Regions from separate parts of the Canis lupus genome. Here region 2 is linked to region 1. Evidence: chromatin contacts called from public Hi-C data. All regions are on one chromosome and are shown on one strand. The core of a region is the stretch at or near the end of the contact, and the rest is flanking DNA. Distances in the headings are between cores, read along the strand shown. Region 1 holds the start of LOC119876783 (alpha-1,3-mannosyl-glycoprotein 2-beta-N-acetylglucosaminyltransferase). Region 2 holds the start of TRIM7 (E3 ubiquitin-protein ligase TRIM7).

Region 1 (7,677 bases), core at 1,676-4,175:
GTGGAGAAATGCCAGGATCCTTTTGGCTGTTGTATGGTGATCAGGCTTTTGGGGGTAGGGGAATACAGCAGAGACCTGGTTGTTTGGGTGAGGGATGGAGGTTGCTGTGGGGATGCTGAGGTGTTAGATACTAGATATAGTTTGAAAGTAGGGTCACACGGCCTTAGCCTGGCTCCTCGCTGGGCCCCTGCCCCTTGGATGCCTTTTATTTCTTTATTTTTTTCCCCCCGTCTTCCTACCTTGATAGAAGCGCGAACTCTTCTCACTGTGGCATTCTAGCTGTTCTCTCTTTAAATCTCAAGCCAAATTCGTAGGTTTTCAGGATGATTTGAAAGTTATCTAGGTAATTTGGTGGGGACAGGGGACTTGGGGACCCTACTCTTCTGCCACCATGTGGGTACAGGATGTAAGAGAAGTGTATGAGGATGGCTCTAAAGGTTTGGGCCTGAGTAAATCAAGTGGAGTTGCCATTAAGTCAGAAGAGAAAGACAGCTGTATCGAATATGTCTGAGTTGGGAAAGAACTTATTTGTGGATCTGTTATGTTTGACTGTAATAGCAATATAAATTCTGTTTTAAGAATGTTTCTAATACTGTGATGACATCTTCCCAAATAAATCATTTCAAGACTCTTGACATTCCCAGTACATTTCTGGTACTAAAAATATACCTTAGTCAGTGCTAGTGATCTGGAGAAATCATGGGAATAGAATATATGCTAGAAGACTGGGGCCTAGGCTTCAATTTTCAAAAAATGGGGAAAAAAACAAGGGTTGCAAGGGCTGCAAATCCATCTACAGAACATGTGAACTCCAAAAATTACTTATAGGTCCTCTTGGATTCAGCTTGGAGTTGAGCAAGTCAGACTAATATATGTACTAGAAAAATCCAGACTTTCCTTCCATAGGTCTTTTCTACTCTATACAACTCTTCACTTCTGATGCCCTCTAACACCAAATGTGTGGTTTTTTTTCCTCCCACAAAGCAATTTTCTGTGATGCCAGCTGGTTGTCCTACAATTTAACTGACTCCTGACACTATCTACCTGGAGGTAGCTATTGCATTAGGTCCCACAGTCCCATGAGACTGACCCCACTTCAGATAACCAATCATAAGGATCAGGTGCCCAAGTTACCCACAGTTTCTGTCTGACTTGGCTACAAATTGGCGGATCCCAGGATCTCCTCCCTTTGGATTTGATTATTTGCTAGAGCAGCTCACAGAACTCAGGAAAACACTTATTTACATTCACCAATTTATTAAAGGATACAGATGAACAGCCAGATGAAGAGATACATAGGGTGGGGTGTGGGAGGGTGTAAAGTAGAGAAGCTTCTGTACCCAAGGAACCACAGTCAATGACCAAATATTGGAACAAATGATGCTCCTAGTGCTCTTATCACTTAAGAAATTCCAAGGTTTTTTAGGAACTTTGAGCCAGGAATGAAATGAAGACCAAATATACATATTCCTTCTCGTAAATAATAAGAAGATATGCCAGAAGTCTGAAGCTCAGGGTAGCATTTTCAGAAAGGAGGAAAAAACAGAGGCTGCCAATCCGTTCCTAGTCTTGGCAAGGTTCTAAGATATGTCATTAAAGGAATGAGATATGAACTCCAAAAATTAGCAGTGGCTCCTTCTGGGATTCAAGTTGAATTTAAGAGTAAGTCAGGCCAATATATTTAGGAAAAAACAAACAACAATCAGGGCCATTTTGGGTCTTGGAAGTCCCCTGCAGGAATGGAAATGTTTCTTCCGGGAGAGGTCTCAGATGGAACATGATAGTGGCAGCACCCGGTAGTGTTACAGACTGGGAGGCTGGAGGCCACCTCTACTGCTTTCTAGTCCTGAAATTGCAGGCTGGCTCTCTGCTGTTCTGGGATGGTAACCGAGTATTAATACTAGGAGTATGAATATTATTAATACTTCGCAAGCATTAATACTTTAAAGTATTATTACTTTAAGCCAAGTCAGACAGAAGTTGTGGGTAACTTGGGCACCTGCTACTTATGATTTAAAGTATTAATACTGGGGATCCCTGGGTGGCTCAGCGGTTCGGCGCCTGCCTTTGGCTCAGGGCACGATCCTGCAGTCCCGGGATCGAGTCCCGCGTCCGGCTCCTTGCACGGAGCCTGCTTCTCCCTCTGCCTGTGTCTCTGCCTCTCTCTCTCTCTCTCTGTCTATCATGAGTAAATAAAACCTTCAAATAAATAAAGTATTAATACTTTACTCTTGAGTATTAATGCTTGTAAACTGCTTCGCACAGCGTGTACGTTACTGAGGGCGCGGGGCAGGGGGCATTCATTTTAGAGTACTCTTCTTACCCTTTTCTTTCTCTTTTCTGACCCAAGGAACCGTCTTGCCTGAGCGAGAGAGGCAGCGAGAAAAAGTGAGCGATGAAGAAAATAAAACTTTCCTTCGGTCCTGCCGCAGAGCTGTCAGCACGGGAACGGCTAACACGGCCCTCGGCGCTTCCGGACTTGTTCCTCGCCGGGAGCACCCACAGCCGGAGCCCTCGGCAGCTTCCGGTCCGCGGGCGGTTGCTAGGCGACCTCGGGCCAGCAGCGGCCAAGCTGCCCACCCCCTCCCCGCCCCAGTCCCACCCGCAGACCCGCCGAGGCGCCAGGACGCATGCGCACTTGTCACTGCGCTGTGCGAAGCGACGCGAGCTCCCGCCCTTCGCCGTGCTCTGTGCCCCGCCCCTTCTCGTGCTGTAGCCCCGAGCTCCGTTCCGTTTCAGACCTGGCCCTGCCCACGCCTCGTCTTCAGTCTTGGGAACAGTGCGGACCCACGTCCCGCGCTCTCGTGGTGGCGGTGGTGGTGGGTGGGATGGAGAAGGGTACGGTGGCAGAATGAGGCCAGAGCAGGGGAGGCGGCACTTGCGGACTCACTTCCGGACCACGGGCGGAAGCGGATGCGGCGGAGGGTGGGAGGGGGGACCCGAGCGCGAGGGGAGGGTCCGGCCGCCGCGGGTCCAGGGGGTGGGGTCTGGGCCGCCTGTCCGGACCCAGCTTGGGGCCTGGACTCGGACCTGGGAGGGCCTCGGCTTCCGGCTGACACCCGGCCGGCGGGACCCAGGTAACGAGGCAGATGGGGCGAGGGTCGTCCGGGCTGTAGAGCGTGCGGGCGGGGGCGACCAGGGAGGGTCGCAGTGTCACTCCTTTCTGCGGCGAACACAGAGCACTGGGTTCGGAGGAGAAGGGTGGGAGGAGTTAAACTCGTGGCGGGGGGCGGGGGTCATGTGAACGCCACGCCCCTACAGGAAGGAAGGGTGTGTGTGTGTGTGTGTGTGTGTGTGTGCGCGCGCGCGCGCCTTTAGGAATGAATTTAGAAGGGAGGGGGCGACTGGCAAGGGTCTTCCCAACTGTGTAGCTATTGCTGGCAGGACTCAGGCCTCTATTCCAGGACGGTTCTCCCAGTGGCCCCGGGAAGAGTTTGAGATGAGGAATCACATCCCTGGCACAGTCTTGGAGGCAGAGGGGGAGATGAGGGTGAAGGGAAAGGAGCGAAGAATGTATGTGCAAGGTGCCAGCATCTAGGTCTGGGATGGATTTAGTTCATTCAGGGAGAGCTGATTAAAAAACTGAACACTCTAAGAAGCTTGGGAGATGCAGGAGATTAGTGTGTGGCAAGAACAAGAGAGCGGGGAGAAGGATGTTCTTTTCTCTGTTTTTTACAAGACAGTCGATTGATGATAGAGCAGAGTGAAGGAATCTAATTTAGGTAAGGGAAGGAGAGGTGGGCGGGGGGATGGGGTGACTGGGTGACGGGCACTGACGGGAGCACTTGATGGGATGAGCACTGGGTGTTACGCTATATGTTGGCAAATCGAACTCCAATAAAAAAATGTACAAAAAAACAATTTAGTTAAGGGGTCTTAGGAATCCATTTGGGCAAATAATAGATTAGAAAATGTCATAATGTCTAAATATTCCACAGGTTAACACTGAAATCAGCCTCTGGCCATGCCGGTTCAATGGCTTGTTTCTTCTCATGAACCCCAGCAGAAGACAGACGGGCCGGCCCTCACAGTGGATGGCTTCCCTTCCCTGAGCAAGAGATGGGATAGAACCTGGGATCTGCCAGACACCAGACTCTGGGCTAAATAAACCAGCTGAATGAAGGAATGTAACAGACCCCTGAGAGGGACACTGAACCCTGCAGTGGGGGGGGAGGGGCCTGGACATACCCCTTCCCCCCCCCCCAGACTCCTCCCCTTCAGAGTCCACTCAGCCATGGACTTTGGACCTGGATAAGAGGAGAGAAACTGCACTTTGGTGTATCTGATTTGGTATTCTAAGTTTTGGAAATGGACTGCTGGAAGGGGGTTTGGTGATCTCCAGGGTAGCAGCTAAGAGAAGAGAAGAAAGGTAAGTCTCGTGTCTCACTTCCCACTTGGTGCCTTTTTGCTTGCTGCTCTTGTGCAGAAAATGTTCAGTGGGGCAAATCTGGGGACACTGCCATTTAGGAAGTGCCTGATGAGAACCCTTACCACATGGGTACAAAGGAAGCTTCAATCTGTTTCACTCTCTTAGAATGCAGACTTGTTTCCAGCCTCTCTTTACCCAGGCAGAAGGAGCACCTTCTAAGGGGTTGTGTGCAATGGCAGTTGTGAAATGAGGCCTAGGAGAACATGAAAACAATTTAGGCTTCTGAAGAGAGGTTGAATTAGATTATAAGGGCTAACGCTGATTCAACACATTAGGGCTAAGTAAGACTCTAGATTACCCAGGCAGATGCAGGCTGCTGTGTTTTGGGGAACTAACTGAATAGAGCTGCCTTGGCGGGGAGGATTGAAGATGGTCTAGATAACTTCCTAAATTATCTCTCTTTCTCCTCTGTCTATAAGGGGGTTTAGGCCATGAAACTTCAGGTGACAGCAGAGGAACAGAATACATGTTTGAGATCAGTTGAATTTTTATTCTAGCTCTGACTTTGTTAGTGTGCACCCTAGATATGTCAGTTTATTTCTGCCACGTTTTGTTCACCCAAAAGACGGGCATAACTAACTTTATACATCTCTCACACGTTGTTACTGGAAGCAAACGAAAGGATAGATTTTGAAAAGTATCCAGGGCCATGTACATGTAAAACAGTACCATTGACATTGCTTGATGATGCTTGTATAATTGTTACATACAAAAACTGAATTAGGGGTTCTGTTCTTTTCTTGAATTAGTGTACTGGCAAAAACCTTTGATGTCTTCAATTAAAAGCCTACCCTGAATTTATCTCATTTTGTTGCTGTTAAACAGTACTTGAGATCATCAAGTGATGGTGGAAAAGGTGCATAAGTCCAGGAGAACTTAGGTTGAGGGATTCTGGTCCTTAGGGCTCTCCACACTTGTGACAAGTGTGCTTCTTGGGGGTAGCAGATTAAAGAGGGGTGGAGGAAAGTATAAGTCTGAAGGGCCAAGTGTGTGGTTAGGAGACAGAGCCCCATTTCTTGGAGTAATTGCTGAGCCTTTTCTTCTGGTGGCATACCCTGGTATTTTCTCCTGCTCTTTAAGATGACAGTTTTTTTGGACTGCCATCTTTTTAGCCCTTTATATTTTTTGCAGGTTCTCTTCCCATTTAAGCAGGGAACTGCTTCTTGTCACTCCTTGTTGCTCCTTCCTTGAACTCCGGTTCAAGATAGGCATAGTGACGACAAACAGGAGATGTGTTGAGAATTTTGATAGAGGGCTGTGGTGACCTGGTGCCGGGGCAGGAAGCCTGGCTTCTAGCATATCTTTGCCTCTCACTGGATGTGTAACATCTCATATTCATTGGGGGCTGGCAGCAAGAACTAAGGTCCTTTGCAAGCTGAAAATGATAGTATTTATGACTTAGTTTCTTTTTCCCTCCTCCTTCTTTTCTTGCCTGCCTTCCCCCAGTAGTGAGCTGTTTCTTCTCTGGTGTGAGGCTTACTTGGGGCTATACCTTTCAGGCCAAGCTTCTACTTTAGAAGGTCTGGATGTCAGGGTAGCATGTCACCTACCCCAGCTGGGCCCAGCAAATTCCTGGTGCCAGTCCTTGCAAGGCATACCTGGTCCAGGATGCATCTGCAACTCTCATCTTACCTGGAAGGCCTCTGAGCACTTAGAAGCATTTAAAGTACCACAGAGTTGTGCTGTATTTACATGGTGTTCATGTTACATGAAGCGTCCAGGCTGTTGTGTCACTTTTCTGTCACCATGTTGTTGTAAGGAAGAGAACAGGGATTATTTCCCCAGTTTGATATTTAAGGGGAAGGAAGCTACAGAAGCCCTGAGCATAAAGGGCTTTCCTAAGTGTGGAGAAGCAGACACTGTAATTGCCTGCCCAGTGTGGTGCTGTGTCTACAGCATCTGACCTGATAAGGGCCATCTGGATTCTGCTGCAAACCTTCAGGGAGGGGAATTCAGTGCCCTATCAGACAGCATCTCTGGTAAGACATTTCCTTCCTAGACTTAACCAGAATTCCTCTCCTCTGTCATTTTTACTGAAAGCTCTAGTCCTGACCCTTTGACAAGACAGCCTTCTCAAGACAGTCATCTGCCTTCTCACATCATCCTCATACTAGGATCTCAGACCACTTAGCCAAGACCAGTGATAGACCTAACCAAAAGTTATGTATGTGTTTTAACTGAATTTATTTATACCATTCTGTCATACAAAAGGAATTCTATGTGGCTAACCAAAAGTTTCGTTTTACAGATAATGCTCACTGGTCATTGTATTCATCTCTTTTTTCTTTGATCTTGATGGGCTGTTTCTCTGGGTATCCACGGGGAGTAGGGATGTTGGGAGAATGGGAGAAGGAAAAATAGACACAGATCTAAACCTTTGATTTTACTTCTGATAGTTTCCAGCCAAAATCTGCCTTAAGTTCAGAGCATGAATTCTTTCCAAATTGTAAACAATTTCAGGTATCTTAGGTATGGTTTATGGGAAGTTGGAACAATTTTCACTTCCTTCTCCTCATCTCTCCAGTCTTCTCTCGGAGGTAGTGGGGGTGAGCAGGATACACTATTTTTGCTTCTAATTCTCTCTTATCTCATGAGCAGATCTTCCTGTTTCTTCCATTTTCACATACTCCGATTCCAATTTCATTCCCAGAATCCAGGCACCTAGCTCCTTGTTTCTGCCCTTCTTCCCTGTGCCCCCACTTCCCACCCCAAAAACACCTCCTCATGAAATCTCCGTCAAAAGCCCAGGGCCTCTTTTTCCAGGTCAATGTGGCACTTACCACCCTGGCTTCTTACCTCTCAGACCAAATGTTTTCTCTTGTTTCCATCTAGAATTCAGCACAAACCACTTCTCTAACCAGGCTCTTTCTGCTTGGGATAGTCCTTTTGCAGCTGGGGAATTTCTACCCTTAGATCTTCCTGGGAGCCTTGGAATTTCAACAAAGGATTGTAGTCATTGGATGTGAGTTATGGTGCACAAACAGTTCCCCATTCTTGTCCTCTTTGAACTGCCTTCAGTAGAGAAGGATTATTGTTAGAGATGGGAACATTACATCTCATGGGCTGGTTGGTCCTCCCTACCTTTCAGCATCTCACTATGTCCTTTGTCCTGGAGGGTGATTTTAGCTCCTGATATCTTGGGTCTACAAACCAGTATTTCTCAACTCGTTACACTTTTAGGAATGATCATTTTCCTTCTTACCTTGACATGGAGTGTGAGTGTGTAGGTCTCCCATATCTCACAATTC
Region 2 (7,677 bases), core at 2,941-5,440, 280 kb before region 1:
GTCACCTGGAATGTCTAAGAGAAAATATCACCAGTGGCTTAGATGTTCAGAGTGACAACTTTTGATAACCATAGTTCATGAAGAAAGTAGTGAAAGGAACTAGTGATTGTTCCAGTCTAAAAATCACTAACTTTATAAGAAAAACAGTATTTGTAAGTTGAACCCAAAACCTTGAGAAAAACTAGGCTTTCACCTTTACAACTGTAATAAATTGAATATTAATCACAAAACAAGTTTGTATTCTTTTCCATATTCAAAAGCCTCTCTTGTCTTTAGACATTAAACATCTCAAATGGTAGCGGAGAAGGTTTCCCAAAATATCTAGTGGTTTTAATCCAGTTGGTCCTGACAAAGAATGGAGGAGCACGTCATTCTCGGTCATCTATTTGGCCACTCTTCCTTTGGCACACAGTCCTCCAGAATTAGGTTGCTCTGGTCAATATTTTATCTTTCTACTTACCCCAAATTTACATTTCCCAGGACACCAGCACGTAACGGACACCAGCCTTTAATTGAGGGGCCTTTGTATCCTTAAACAAATGTGATCTAAAATAAACAGCAATGAAATAACCAGGTAGCATTTGATGGTGGTTGAGCCATTTCACCTGATGTTACATAGACCCTTAGAGAATGACTTTTTCAAGTCTAGTAAAGGGAAACCACCAACTGTTAAAGAAAGAGCTGAAAGTGGAGTATTTTTAGACTAGTTACAAAATAGCCACAAATATCTTAAACCTGGAGATAATTTTCTGTTTCAACTGAGGTTTTATTTTTTTAAAGATTCTATTTATTTACTCTTGAGAGACACAGAGAGAGAGGCAGAGTCATAGAAGGAGAAGTAGGCTCCCTGCAAGAAGCCCAATGTGGGACTTGATTCCGGATCCCAGGATCATGCCCTGGGCCAAAGGCAGATGCTCAACCACTGAGCCACCCAAGCATCCCTAAAGTGATGTTTTAAATGAAAATATTCAAGTGCATGGTTGATTAATAAATTTATATGTAAGTTATATATAATTATTATCATACATGCATGATTTAATAATTTATATATGCCCCATATGACACCAAGATCAAAGAGAAAATCACATACAAATTTAATTTCTTGTATTTGGTCGAATTCTTCCTAAGTAAGCTCCTGTGAGAGACCAAAGGAGGGTCCCTCTTCCTGTCAGACAGTGCCCCATAGGCCCTGCAATGGGCATCACCTTGTCTTGTGGCACAGGCAGCAGGGGACTATGGCAATTTTAAGGGGGATAGAGTCATATTAGATTTGTTGAAGTGACCCATTGCCACCAAAGCAGTGAAGAAACAGGCAATCTGATTCATGGCTGGTCGGAAGGAATAATCAGCCTGTAAGGTCAACAGTGATCTGTCTGTTTCTATAAAGTTATACTCCGTATACACCTTGACCCAGCAATCTCACTTCTAGGAATTTGCTCCACAGATATGAGTGAGAAAGTGCAAAATAACAACACTACATACTTCTTAACTGCAGAATTGATCATAATAACAGGAGTTTGGAACCACTATAAATATTCATCAGTAGGTGATCTATTAAATAAACTATGATTTATCTATAGGGGAATATTATTCAGCTGTAAAAAAGAAGATTTAGAAAATGTCCTGCATCTTGAGATGGAAAGATCTTCAAATTAAAGAATTGTAATTATCTTTTTGTATAAAATAAAGGAAAATAGAAATATATTTGCATCAAAAATATATATAATTGTGCAAGAATATGTATGCAGGTACAAAAGTTGTTACCTAAGGAGGGAAGGTGACAGATGGTTTTCACTGAATATTTTTATATATGGTTCAATTTTTGAACAGTACAGTGTATAACCTATTCAAAAGATGTTTTAAAAGCTCATTTTGTGAAACTATGGAAAATGGTATGGTGGTTCTTCAAAAAATTAGACATAGAAATACTTGTTACGCTGGAATTAAAATTAGAAAGAAAAATAAGAAAAAAATAAATATTATGTTCTGCAATTCCACTTCTAGGTATATATTCTCAACAGAATTGAAAGCAGGAACTCGAACAGATACTTGCACATCCATGCTAATGTCACATTATTCACAATAGCCAAAAGGTGGAAGGAACCCAACCAAGTGGTTATAGACAGATGAACTATTAAAAAGAAAGTACAGTATATATATATAAAAGGACTGTAATATTTATTATAATTAACATATATTAATTATATATTATAATAATATATTATAATTAATATCATAATATTTATTGTAATATTTATATGTATATATAATATATTATATATATATATATAATGGAGACTAGTCATAAAGATAGTAGAATGGTGGTTGCCAGGGGCTGGAGGAAGGACAGAATGGGGAGTTAGAAATTTCTTGGGTAGAATTGCAGTAGGGGAAGATGAAATAGTTCTGAGATGGATGGTGGTGATGGTTGCACAACTGTGTGAATGTGTGAAAAGCTACAGAACTGTACATGTAAAAATTATTGAAATAGTATATTGTATTGCACATATTTTAACAATTTTTAAAACTAAAAATTTACATATACCTAGATAAAATTCATTTTGTTAGCAGTAATTCATAAATTAATTGATGAACAAATGTAAAGCCACAAAAAAATACCCAACTGAATACCACACACAATGAAACTCCAGAATGGGATCTTTTTATTTGTAAATCCCAGAGTGAGTCAAGTACTGAACCAGTTGTTATTGAAGAAAAACAAGCCTCGCGCCCAACGTGGGGCTCGAACCCACGACCCTGAGATTAAGAGTCTCATGCTCTACCGACTGAGCTAGCCGGGCACCTGGAATCCCTCCTTCAACAATTCATACTTTAAGGTAGGATTCAGGCTACGTGTAGCTTCAGATTTAAAGGTAGATTCATTTGCAACGTAGACCCGGCCGCTAAACAGCCCGGAAATTCAAACTTCGCAGGTCCTACCTGACCGCCCCTCCCACCTAGGTCTGTTTAGTGCTTGCTCTGCTCTAAACATCGACCTAACATTTTTCCATTCCCGGAAAGCGCAGGACGCGAGGAAAGGAAAACAAGAGCCACCTAACGCCACTAGCAGGATCACTTCGTGAAACTTTCATCAGGAGTTTAGATGTAGGGTCTGGGGATTGTAGTGGGCGGGTCCCGCCGCCTCCCCTTCCGATCTGGGAAAACTCAAAGATACGGGATTTCCGGGCTCTGCAAACATTTAGCGTTTAAATACTTAGTAAGAGGAAAGTAAAAGTAACGCACACCGGCGCTGGAGATGCCGGGGATCGAACCCGGGGCCTCATACATGCAAAGCATGCGCTCTACCACTGAGCTACATCCCCACGTTACTAGAAAGTTTCCCAGTATGTTCCCTTGGCTGTTTATTAGCATAGAGAGCGTGCAGCTATCCTGGCAAGACAATCCAGCTACTGCAAAGCCGGTCTGGCAAAGCCTGTCCCGCAACGCCAGGAGCCGTGTTTGGGTTCTCTACTGACTGCAGGCGAGCGGATTTCCACTGAGGGACACTCGCGGGGACATCGAGCTGGAATAAACATCTGAAGGCAGCAGTGGAAAGTGTAGGAGAAATCATCAGGCACGATGCCCAAAATGAACTCAGCGGAAGAAGGAAAGTAAGGAAGACTGTGCAGGCTGCTACCGTTTGTTAAACAAGAAAAAGGAGAGTGCACCAAACTATACAATATCTGTATAAAATAATTCAGAATTGCAAAGTTGTTCTCTTGGGATGGGGAGGAGACTGGAATGCAGACGATGGGCACACTTTTCGCTGTGAAACTCTTTGTATATCTGAATTTTGAACAACGTTTAAATCAGTTCAATCCAAGAAAAGTTTACCAGTCTCTTACTATGTAACAAGAACCGCTTTAGAAGTCTGAGGGGTCCAACCCGTAACAAAACCAACTCAGTCATCCCCTTAACATCTCAAATTCCAGAGGAGGTAGTGTTATGAAACAGCCAGGTTGAAGGACAATGTGTTAAGATGCAATTTTAAACAATGTGGTTAGGGCAGGTTCTGCTGAGAGGATGACATTTGAAACAGGACTTGAAGGAGGTGGGAAGTAAGCCAAGCAAGTATGGGAAAAGAGAAGTGCAAGTACAAGTAAAAGCCAGTTCAAAGGTCCTGAAGTAGGAGCTTGTTGGCATGTTGCAGGAATAGCAAGGAGGTCCCTGTGGCAAGAGAGGAGTGGATCAACAAGGAAGAGTGACAGGAAATGTAGGTAGAGTCTGGGTGCAGGGGATGGGGTCAAAGAATGGGTAGGGCTTTAGGAGGATTACAAAGACTTCAACTTTTACTTTGAGCAGTGGGAGCCAATGAAGGGTCTGAGCAGAGGGGAACCTAACCTTGCTCTGACTTAACATTTCAACAGGACTGTTCTCACAGCTCGATGGAGAAGACAGGGTAGGGCAGTGTGTGACAGAAGGGGATAGAACTGTTGTGATCATCAGATCATGGAAGGTGGTACACAGATCATGGAAGGGTGTGAGAGAGTGAGGACACAGAGGGGACTGAAGGTGGAGTCTGTGCAATGTGTTCCTCTTGGGAGTCACAGAGGACTCCCTGGTATGGCCTGAACACCTGAAGGGATAGAGTTGCTGTTAACTGGGGTTGGGTGGGGAAGGCTCTGGAAAGAACAGGTGGAGGGCAGATTTGAAGTATGGTGTTGTTTATGGTGAGTGTGTGATAGTCCACAGAACATGCTGCTGGGACTTGGATGTGGAAGCCAGACATAGTAGGAGACACTGGGTGGGGATGTGTATTGTGGCCTCAGCAAGAATAGGGTCTTTCAGGCCAAGAAAATGGAAGAGATCAGTAGTATAGGACTGAGCAAGTGGAGGAAGAGGAGGAAGAAACCACAAGAGTGGCCAAGAAAAAGGTAGGAGGCCACGGATGCAGTTGGAGAGCCAGGGCCTATGGCATCCTGGAAGGTGCCAGGGAAGTGGCAGCAAGGAGGAAGCATTGGAGGAAAGGGCAAATGAAGTGAGGCCTGAGAAAGAGCCTTTGCCTTTGAGTTAGGATCTCTGAGGTCACTGGTGACCTTGACAAGACTGGTTTCTGAGGAGGGTGGTGTCTAAAGCCTGCCCTGGGTGACCTCAGGAGTGAGGAAAGAAGTGGAAGCCAATATTCCTGGCAGTTCTGGAGGGACCGCAAAGGGCTGGGTTATTTTGGTGGAGATTACAGTAGGGAAAGGTATTGTAAATGTTTTATTTGTTCAAAGCCAAAAATTGAATAAACAAGGAGGGGAGAACCACCGTGGGAAAAGTAGCCACAGACGTGGTTACAAAGCCAGGATTGGGGGTGGGGGCAAGAGCCACCTTCCAGACACTAAATTTAGCTCGCCCCGGGTCAGGACAAACCTGTACTGCGGGAACCTGACACTGTGGCCAGGGCGCTGGGCCCTTGGACATCCCGGCAACCGGGAGTGGCGCCCAGCTGGGTGTGTGCGCCCACCTGTCCGGGCCCGTTTCCCACGTCTGACTGATCCAGGCAGGGGGTGGACAAGGGGGGTCGCGGAGGGGCTGCGCAAGGGGGGCGCCGGAGGAGGGTGCCAGGAGACCAGCGGAGCCGCAGACCACGGCCGGGGTTCACGCGGCCAGGGCGGCCCAGGGCGGGGACGCGCGGCGCTGGCCTGCACTCGGCCCGCCTACAGACACGCTCTCGCGCTCTCGTGTCCCAGCCCGGCAAGCTCGCGGCTCGAGTCTCTGCCAGCCCGACTTCAGCCCCGCCCTTCCTCTCCCAGCGGGTGCTCGGAGGCCTCCTCGGGCCTCTGCACCCCTCGCCCCTCGACGTCCCCGGCACCGCCCGACCCGGGGCGCTGGGGGAGCGCATGGCGGCGGTGGGGCTGCGGACGGACCCCGGGGCCGGGGCCGAGGCGCTGGCCCTGGCGGCAGAACTGCAGGGCGAGACCACCTGCTCTATATGCCTGGAGCTCTTCCGCGAACCCGTGTCGGTCGAGTGCGGTCACAGCTTCTGCCGCTCCTGCATAGCGCGCTGCTGGGAGCGCCCCGGCCCCGGCCCCGGCCCCGGCCCCGGCCCCGGCCCCGGCCCCGGCCCTACCGCAGCGCCGCGCGCGCTGCCCTGCCCGCTGCCCTGCCCCCAGTGCCGGGAGCCAGTGCGGCCCAGCCAGCTGCGGCCCAACCGGCAGCTGGCCTCGGTGGCCACGCTGCTGCGGCGCTTCAGCCTACCCGGGGCCGCGCCCGGCGAGCGCGCACTCGCGGAGGCGGCCTGGGCGGGTTGCGCCCTGCATGGCGAACCACTCAAGCTCTACTGCCAGGACGACGGTCGCGCCATTTGCGTGGTGTGCGACCGCGCCCGCGAACACCGCGCGCACGCGGTGCTGCCCCTGGATGAGGCTGTGCAGGAGGCTAAGGTAAGCGCCCGCGCCCCCCGTGCAGGTCCCCAGGGCCCCAGCCCGGGTTCCGCCTGCCTGCATGTGCGGGGCAGAGGGCAAGCAGGCAGGCCTGCGGGAGGCCCGGGTGAGACCCTGCCGCTTCTCTCCTCTGCCACGCTAGCCAGCCTTGCCCTGGGACTCAGGGCAGCGCTCTCCGTGTCACCGCTACATCATTAATACCATCCTACCCGCCACCTCGAGTTTCCCTCTGGGCTCCTTCCTGGACCACCTTCGCGATACCTCTACAGACTTGGCGATTTTCATCCTGCTTGTCAGCCCCTGGCTTCTAGCAGCGCTGCCATCACACCCACACTTCCTCTGTCCACCCTCTCGGCCCTTTCCCTGCGGTGGCTCTGTGCTGCGTCCTGGGCCGAGTGGGGCGACTTTTCCAGGAGACTGGGGTAAGGCAGCGGGTGCCTGCTGCCTGGTTTGAGTGGAGCAGCAAAAGCTGTCGGTGGGCTGTGTCAAACATGTGGATCTTGGGCACTCTCTTTCCTGCCTCCTTACTGCCTCAGCACACAGCCCCCAGTCTTTTACTCTTTATTCCACTTCAGCCCTCCCACCCAGATGGCTTTCTGGTTCTGGGAGGGGTTTAGAGTTTTTTAAAATTTAAATTCAATTAGCCAACATATAAGTACATACTTAGTTTCCGATGTGGCATTCAACAATTTATCAGTTGCCTATAACACATGGTGCTCATCACATCCCATGCCCTCCTTAATGCCCATCCCCCAATTACCCCATCTCCCACCCACCTCCCTTCTAGCAACCCTGTTTGTTTCGAATAAGTAAGAGTCTCTCGTGGTTTGTCTCCCTCCCAGACAGCTTTCTGATGGTGAGGAGGAAAACAGAGGGGAAAACTAGGTAGGTTGGGCTGCTACAGGGCCTGCCTGCATTTCGGCTTGGATTGTGAACAGATGGTCTGGAGAAGTGAGACCTTGGGGCCTTAGGAGTCACCCTTCAGTTGCCCCGTACACCTATGTACTTCTGTGCAGGCTATAGCCATCTGGATGTCCAGATATGGCTTCAGCCCTGCCTCCTATTCTTCAATGAAGAGGGTCTTCTCTTTCTCCTAGATGGCTCCAGAAAGGCACATGTAGGGGTTTCCAGAGGCCTCTTACCATAATGTCTCCTTTCTCACCCTTTTGCAGGAACTCCTGGAGTCCAGGCTGAAGGTCTTGAAGAAGGATCTGGAGGACTATGAAGCATTTCGTTCCACTGAAGAGAAGGAGAGCAAGGAGCTTCTGGTGAGCGGGCATCCTCCAGGTGGATCCTCTTTGGGTGACAA

Evidence for each region. A called contact is a pair of places that touch in the nucleus more often than the background predicts.
Region 2: a Hi-C map of blood shows a contact between it and region 1, with 2.1 times the contacts expected there. The contact joins the promoter of TRIM7 here to the promoter of LOC119876783 in region 1. A contact is called at or near these places in 2 of 9 Hi-C or Micro-C datasets (both in blood).

What each region holds. Positions count from the first base shown.
Region 1 is chr11:305,758-313,434 of UU_Cfam_GSD_1.0, reverse strand. LOC119876783 (alpha-1,3-mannosyl-glycoprotein 2-beta-N-acetylglucosaminyltransferase) reads left to right here and starts at 2,925. Exons shown (of 4, transcript XM_038551668.1): 1 at 2,925-3,077; 2 at 3,939-4,369.
Region 2 is chr11:583,484-591,160 of UU_Cfam_GSD_1.0, reverse strand. TRIM7 (E3 ubiquitin-protein ligase TRIM7) reads left to right here and starts at 4,190. Exons shown (of 7, transcript XM_038551688.1): 1 at 4,190-4,213; 2 at 7,541-7,636. TRNAA-UGC (a tRNA gene) reads right to left here and starts at 3,323; the gene lies at 3,252-3,323. TRNAK-CUU (a tRNA gene) reads right to left here and starts at 2,801; the gene lies at 2,729-2,801.